Regions from separate parts of the Gossypium arboreum genome. Here region 2 is linked to region 1. Evidence: chromatin contacts called from public Hi-C data. All regions are on one chromosome and are shown on one strand. Each heading gives the region's core, a stretch centred on a gene start, on an enhancer-like site or on the middle of the called end of the contact. The rest is flanking DNA. Distances are from core to core; before and after follow the strand shown.

What was found. Hi-C and Micro-C count contacts between places; a contact is called where the count stands out from the background.
Region 2: a contact with region 1 is called in a Hi-C map of leaf, with 4 times the contacts expected there. The contact joins the promoter of LOC108467840 here to the promoter of LOC108468994 in region 1. A contact is called at or near these places in 2 of 5 Hi-C or Micro-C datasets (both in leaf).

The regions. Positions count from the first base shown.
Region 1 is chr8:32,698,891-32,703,382 of ASM2569848v2, reverse strand. It overlaps LOC108468994 (transcription factor MYB61-like), which reads left to right and starts at 2,857. Exons shown (of 3, transcript XM_017769866.2): 1 at 2,857-3,450; 2 at 3,532-3,661; 3 at 3,768-4,492. The coding sequence starts at 3,318.
Region 2 is chr8:32,841,385-32,845,663 of ASM2569848v2, reverse strand. It overlaps LOC108467840 (probable polygalacturonase), which reads left to right and starts at 2,951. Exons shown (of 8, transcript XM_053018141.1): 1 at 2,951-3,844; 2 at 4,036-4,165. The coding sequence starts at 4,139.

The DNA of each region.
Region 1 (4,492 bases), core at 1,608-4,107:
TTTTGTCGGTGGAGGAGTACGTATGACTATGAACATTACTTATGGCTATAAACTGCTGGCTACCGGTCCCGCACTTCTCCGATTATCTCTATGAGAGCTTCCTTTGCTTTTAGATTTATTCCCAGTCAAAAGAAATTAGGTGAAATGCTTAACTAAAGTCAATTCCATGAGGTAAAATTTAACAATATAGGTATTTATAGGTTTATGTACACCTACTAAACTTTAAATTTAACACTATAATCATATTTTAAATTCTTATAAAAAGGATGTAAAATATTCCAAACTTTTTTAATTTTTAATTTACTTACGATATGTCATAAATATTTATGCTTCAACGATATGTAATAAAGTGGCCAATGAATAAAACTCGAGATTAGTGTCAACTGAATTTAATAATAAATTTTCTACTACTCAACCAATGGTTGAATTGACTATTGGATGGAATTAAGCATCAAACATAATGGAAAAAGAAAATTGAATGCCTGGTTAAAAGGTTCATTCACTAAACATTAGGGTAATACATATATGTCTATTGTAAGGTTTAAAAAAAAAAAAAAAAAAGTGAGGATGGAATGATGATATTGGAGGAGAGTGTCCCTTGCATAATTTTGAGACATTTGGGACCCAGAAAGATGGCGTCGTGATCTGTTAATTTGTATAGCGTATAATAGCAGATGCAGATGCAGATGCAGTGTAGTGGTGTGTGTGTAAATGGGTCCATTCCTCTCTGGACAAATTTTGCATGCACACAAAATCCACTGATTCTCACCCCATCTCAGACCATCATCCTCTTCACAACCTTTCAATGTCTTTATCAGCCATTCATCCCAAGCTTCAGTTTCCTTTCAAACGATGGGTCCAACCCCAAGTTCCCATGAACTTCTTCACCTGTCTTCAAAAGAAAAATGAAGGATTTGGCATTATTGCTACATGAATTAATTTTAACGCTATGTTTCCGCAGACGCGTCCTTTGAATTGTGTAAATTTAGTATATCTGGATTATATTTAGAATTGAAAATAATGTCTTCCAATATTAATTTTTTATCTACAAAATTCAAGAAAAATAAATATGGGAATAAAAGCTGAATATGGATGAATATATTTAATTCTATTTTTAAAAAATAATTGTCAAATTCGATTATTTATAAATGGGTCCAATGTATAATTGATGTTAAGGTACTGTATTGCCTCCTGTGATCAATACTTTGTAATCTTTTTTTATCAAGATTCCCCCAATGGGTTTCATATTTCAAAGCGGGCCATGGCCAGGACAGCTAATGATTTGGAATAAAAATTTGATGAATTCCTTGTTATCTTTCAAGTCATAAGCTTGATTTAATTAAAAACTAAAGGGAGGTTTATGAAAATTTTAGTTTAATCTATCTGTTCATGATTTTGATAATCTCTTAGAAAAAAACAATTGAATTTCGCTTTTATCGTAAATGGCTAAAGGATTAGGAAGGTTTAAATCTGGATTAATTCACTAAATTAAAATTTCTACATATAAAATGGTCCACACTAATGATATTTTACTCTTCCTATGAATTAAAATATTGAGCTTCTGGGAATTATGCGGTCTGTCATGCACTCATGCTGTAAACTTCTAATCATTAAGGATAAATATAAAATTAACCTCCAAACCCAATCATTTTTTGTACTTAAATTTTTATGTTCATATTGATAATTAAATAAGTTTTCTTGCAGAAATTGACTTCATATAGTTTAATACCCTAATCAAATTTATGTATATTTAAATCTAACGTGGTGATTATATTTGAAGAAGCTTTTGTATATTTTGTGTGCAAGACGTAGGGGTAGGTTTAATGAAAGGAACATGCCATAGAAACTGAGTTTAAGGCTGCATTAATTAGAAAAATTATGATAAACGTGAAAAAGTTGTCCTATGATTTATCTGCTAAATGCTTTGAATCTTGAAAAGTCCAACCTTACGGTTGGATTTTGATTCATGAGTAGTTTGATATTGACAGTTTCTTTGGTCCCAGAAGTTTTTGTAGTGTGTGTACCTTCTGCATTCAAATGTAGCACCACTATTAGGCTACATATATATATGTGAAGTATGAAGTGAGAAACTAGGACAACATAGCAATATATAGCAAAATCTGTCAAAAAAAAAAAATAGTGATTGGAGAAAGGGTGATGCAGTAAGGTCAGAAACATGTACAAAAGTGGTGGGGGTGGCCTGGAAATAGTGGTTTATTTTATTTTATTTACCAATGTCAGTAAAAAGAGTTGAATTGTAGTTATGAATTGGTAACAAAATTTGGGTGTTGCCTTTTCTTTTGGTCTAATATAGTTGCAGTTTTTGTTACTGGGAATGTGTTAGCAGATAAAATACAAACGTATGTATAAAATATAGATGAAAGACGGCATGCTTTTTTTCATCAGTTTCTGAAATTGGGTCATTTCCGTGTCAAAGAAAACCATTAATGAGAGAGGATGAAAAAGGGAAACAAATGAGAACAAGTCTCAAATATCACAATTCGGAAAGAAGGTATTTGTGGAGTAAGTTTATAACACTTGGTGGGATTCATCAGTTTCAGGAAAGCCATTGTTAATTCTCAGAAAATGAACAAAATAATTTATTTCTTTCCACGGAATGATGAAGCCTTTTCAATGCCATTATGATTCCAAAAGAAAAGAAAGCTAGTACAGTAAAAGAAAGGAGCTGATACCAGTATCAACTATCAACAATGTTTTTACTTTTGGGGGCCGGGGTTAAAACAGAATTTACTGTGATTAGTCTCCATTGACTTAAACTTTTACCATGTGGACTAGGGTTGAAGTTAAAAGCATGGGGTTATAAGTTCATGATTATAATCAGAACTTTCTGTTTTCATCTCAGGAAAAATGCCCCCACCATCCCTTCACAAGACATTAATTCTCAGAGACACATGCAACCTTAAGTCTATTAACTTATGGTTGTTTTAGTTGAGATGAAATTCAAAGTTAAAAGCTGTTTTTTTTTTTAAAAAAAAAGGGGAAATTGAGTTACCTAGCCCTGGATCAACCAAGGTGGGGTTGTGAGAAAGTATAATACCATATTGAGTACGACTTTTCCTTGGGGAGAGCTTCCTCTTTATATTAAATTCAACTCCTTTCACAGCTGCTACTTCATTTTCGAGCCCTTCTTTTATATCAAAATCCTCTCTTTGTCTGTTACATTTTCTTTTTTCTTACCAAAGCATTCCAAAAACAACTGTTCATAGCTACAATTTTCACCTAGGATTCACCAAAGTTTTCTGTTTTGGGAAAGGTCTTTTGCTCTCCCTCCTTTACAATTAGTGTCTGGTCTCAAAATGGGGAGGCACTCCTGCTGTTACAAGCAGAAGCTAAGGAAAGGTCTTTGGTCCCCTGAAGAAGATGAGAAGCTGTTGAGGCATATTACAAAGTACGGCCATGGTTGCTGGAGCTCTGTCCCTAAACAAGCTGGTAAATTCAACTTCTTTTTCTTTTTTCATGTTTGTGTTCTTCCTTAAATCATACATTCATGAATTGACGCTTCCATGGCAGGCCTGCAGAGATGTGGAAAGAGCTGCAGATTAAGGTGGATTAATTACTTAAGGCCTGATTTAAAGAGAGGCACATTCTCACAAGAAGAAGAGAATCTCATAATCGAACTTCATGCAGTTTTGGGGAATCGGTATTCTCTTTCTTTCTCTCATTTGAATTAATTTTCTGTTGATTTTTTTTACAGAAATCAGTAAAACATTCTTTGCTTTATATGTTGGTTGGAATTGGATCCTCAGGTGGTCCCAAATAGCAGCGCAATTGCCAGGAAGAACCGACAATGAAATTAAAAATCTATGGAACTCTTGCTTGAAGAAGAAGCTTAGGCAGAGAGGCATTGACCCTGTCACTCACAAGCCGCTCTCTGAGGTTGAAAATGGAGAAGACAACAACAAGAGTCAACACAAAAACAGCCTGGACATGGTATCCGGGGCATCTAGTGAATTGAAGCTCAACACCGACAACCTTAATCCTGGAACAACTTTATATGAACAAAGACCAACGTCATCAATTACTGCACCAGCACCAGGTTATCAGTTGGAAATGGAAGGCTGTTCCAGCTCCAACAATCTGATGACATCAACAACCCGCAAAGACTTGTTCCTTGATAGATTCGCAAGCACAGCCACCACTACCAACAGCCAGCCTTGTGATTTCATGCCTCATTTTCCGGTTCAGCAATTGAGCTACGCATCAACCAACCCAAGGCTCTCACCCTGGTTCTCCCAGTCTGAGTTTTCTTCAATTTCCATGTCTACACTTCTCCCACCATTGACAACCTCACCATTCCTTTCCTCTCCTATAGGATTCAACCCTTCTGTCACACTTCCCTCTCACACTCCTTCAATGCCTTCCTTTACTGTTAACAACAGTTACACTTGGGGAATGGCAGATTGCAGCACATCAGAGAAAGAAGAAGCTCCAATCCATCTAATGGAAACCCAACCCGACGAAATGAAATGGC
Region 2 (4,279 bases), core at 1,702-4,201, 140 kb before region 1:
GCGTTTATGAAAAAAACACTGCTATTGCTTTACTGTTTGTGGCATTTATGAGAAAAAAGCCGCTATAGTTTTAACCTTTTGCGGCGTTTATGAGAAAAATACCACTATAGTTATAACCTTTTGGGCGTTTATGCATAAACGCCGCACTATAGTTATAACCTTTTGCGGCGTTTATGCATAAACGCCGCTACTACTATTTTACATTTTGCAGCATTTTTTTCATAAATGCCGCTATTGTTTTACTTATTGTGGCGATTTTCGGTTAGCGTTACTAATGGTATAACCTTTTCGGCGTTTTCAATCCAAACGCCACTAAAAATGCCGCTAAAAACTTAATTTGATGTAGTAAATGTATTTGATATTGTTAATATGATGTATTTATATGTTTAACTTTCGTTTTACTCAAAAATTAATCTACTTTTTTTTTTTAAATTTTAATATTGTACATATTTCATGTGTCATCACAATTAATTAGTTTTAAAGCATACGTTTCATTATTTATTGCATATTATTTTTAAACACACATTTATGTTCTAAATTTGTGATTTCCACATGCATGCGCATGTGATAGGATTTCTAGTATCTATTCTATTATTTAAGCCCCTTATTGAGTTGGTGTCACGAGTCAATCTGGTATCAACTTGATTAGAAAAATTACAAAAATGTCATTTTGTAATTAAAATAAGTTATATTATTTGAGGGTATTTAGTTTTTTTTATTTATTTTAGCAACCAATGAAAATAAAAATATGTATGAAGTAGGATTTGAATCCACGCCAATTGGATTGGTAAAATTTTAAATTTACTATTCAAACAAAGCTTCATTTTAATGTGTTTTTATACATTTTATTTTAATATGTATAACTTAATATCTCCATAAGTTATATATATATATATATATATATATATTAATAATGTTGTTAATTGAGTTGATGTCACAAGGCAACTCGACACTAACTCATAATTAATGACAACATCATAATAAATAATTTTAGTGCATTTAGTATTGTTAATTTGAAGTATTTATATTTTTAAATTTTGTTTTACTAACAATTTAATCTATTTTTAATTTAAATATCATACATATTTTATGTGCTATTATGATTACTAATTTCAAACTATACGTTTCATTATTTATTGCATGTTATTTTTAAACATGCATCTATGTTCTAAATCTATAATTTTCATATGTATACTGTGCGTAATAAAATTTATCCTCTATTTAAAATTCATTTAATAAATAAATTTTGGGTTAATGTATTTTCATCAAATTTTAGAGGAATAAGTGAATTTTTGTTTTGTTTTATGAAAGCTAGAGGGTTTGAATACCTTGTTCTCATATTATTGCATACAGTAGGAAAATCCAGTGAATGACATAATGAATTGTGAATACATTAATAAATAAATCATGATGTATTTTTGGCACTAAAAACATCATGCTCTTCACGCAATGGAGTTAATTACATGTTTTGTTGTTTTGGAAAGAAAAATAACCCAAATTCATTATTGCTAACAACTATAATTATGGTAAAGTTATATCTTGAAAAACACCAAGTAGTAGTGATGAATGATGCGTAATCAAATTCATTGGTGAATGGCAAGCTACAATTTTATTTTTTTTTATCACTATCAATATCTTTGTTTTAATAAAATTCTAATTCTTCATAAATATTATATTTTTGACAAATGTTTTGTTTTATTCCGTCTTACGATTTAAATCTAAATTGGGTAAACATATATTCTTAATCTAAAAGTAACAAATTGCCACTAAAAATTAAATTTATTCTTCAACCTCATATTTTTATCTTACATTACAATTGTACAAATTCGGATGCAGAAGACAAGCACGCGGGGAGGTTGCATCTTCACACTGATACTCAAAATAAATAAATAAAAAGCTCAACTTTTTATTTTAGTCCTTATATTATACTCAAATTTGATATAATTGAGTTTTTTTATTTTTATTCGCGTTACTCATTAGCTTAGTCCAAATAGCTAACACTGAACGACCATTCCAATTTATCACAATAACTTAAGTCTTTTTTTATGAAAAGAGATATTTTGATTCCATCATTTTAATTAGAATAGATAACATCTTCATTTGGGATAAATAATGACATTATTAGAGAAAGTTATGTGAAATTAAAAGTAAAGGATTAAATTTCTAATTTAAACATAGCACAAGGACCAAATCCAAATTAACCAAAAATTGAAAACAGATAAAGAGTTTTGGTTGAAATGGTCATTGGATACCTGACTTTGTGAACTTTATTTTCCTTAGTACATTGTTATACTGTGATTAAGACTTTCCTTTGTTCTCTCTCTTCTTGTCCTTCCCTGTGACTTTGTCCCCTTCTTTAAGGACAATTTTTCTTATTTTTTTTTCCCTCAAATCGCTGTTAGTATTTAGTACCTATTACCTTCTTCAAAAGCCATGAGAAGATTAACAATAGAAATGCTTATAAAATCATTTTATTAATTAAGTAGTCTCGTATGGACACAGGTCTGCTCACTCACTTTAAAACTGTTGTCCTCTATTTTTTTTAATTACAATAATATAATAAAATTCAAATAATAAATACAATTAATATGACTCGAATTTAAATTATATCTACAGTAATAAATATTTTTAGCCATCATGTCATCACTCTAATTTTCTTTAGTTGTTTTGTTGAAGCTAAAGTACAAAAATAAGGACCGGGATTCTTGCCTTCTGTTTTTCTTAATATATTAGAAAAATAAAGGAAAATTTAATGTAATAATCATGATGTTTGAAAAGGGTTTTAGTAATTACGTGTCTATAAATTAAGTAAATTAGAAAGCAAGGAAAAAAAAGAAGAAATAATTCAGACATTGAAGAAATGTTTCCCATGAAAAATTGTCCTAAAAAGAAAAAGGAAAATAAAAGAAGCCATGAGATGGGGGTTAAGGGCATAATAATGGCCATTCAAATGGAGTTGGTTTAAGGTTTCCCTTTAGGGGTCAAACGATCAAACCCTGACTCATGCAAGAGGAGGGGTGGTCCCTGCTTCCAAAGCCAGTGGCAGTGACCGGCCCTCACCAAGCAACCGCCCACTGGTTTGAAACCGCTCGCCTAGTATAGAACTTGTAGGTTCCACACTCATAGCCTATTTGGGTCAATCTAGCAAAGCCAAATGTTAACATAAAAGAAAATTTTGACCCATCTCCCCCTTTTTTTATGTTTTGTTTATTTAACAATGAACTTGGGATTAGTGATTCCAAGGACCATGTTCTGTCAGTGACCAAAAAAAGAAAAAAGCTAACATAAACACAAACAATTTGGACAAAGCAAACGACACCCTTGCTTTTGTAATTTGTAATTGCTAATTTCCCAGGCATTAACGAATATATCCCTTCCCACAATCACATTTAAAATCTTTATTGATTGAACATATAAGAGACATTTTATTTTAAGGATAGTTCAGTATCTGAGTTCTAACAGGAAACGACTTTCTTTCATGTTTTTAAAACAGAAACCATTTTCTGGATGATGCTTTGTGTTTACAGCAAGAAAGATACACAGAGAGACAAGTATTGGAGCAAGTGAAGAGATTAGAGGACCCTACTGCTTAATTTTTGGCGGGCAGCAACGGTCACTTTCAATGATTTCTCTTTGGTGATTCTTTTTTTCTCTCAATGACCCAACTAAGCCTTATTGCTAGATAGCTTAGCTAGAGAAAGAGGACCTTATTCTCCTTCCATAGAGAGAAAAAAAAGAAAAATTCTTTCCTCTTCTTCCAATTGTCTACCTTGCGGTGTCTTCTTAGGTGGTTGGGCTGAAAGGGAAATTTGCAGATCTCATTCATATGAAGAGATCTTTCAGTGTAAGTTGTTTGATCGTTGCCTTTTCCTTTCTGACTTTCTATTTTGTTGTTTTGGGAATTTTTTTTTTTTTTACTTGTCTTGTCTGAATGGGTCTTTAACTATTAATATGTTCCTAGTCTTTCTGGTACAACACAAAGTTGTTGGTGTTCGAACAAGATCTGAAGAAACTGTTTAAAATGTGTTATGGCAGGACAGTGTGATTCATCTACATTCTTTTGTACACGTTACAAAATTTGATTTAAGGCAACGGCTGGGATCTAAATGAGCAAGAGTGTTCTTGTTTTTTAGCTTTCATGGAGTGTTGTAGGCAACTAGTTGTGGTGAGCAAATGCTATTTGCTTCTTCCCTTTTTGATTGGCTGTGGTTTCTCTTAGCCAAGTTAGCCCTTTTTTTTAGTAAAATGAAGTTCAATTGCTTACTTTGATGTCAATCTG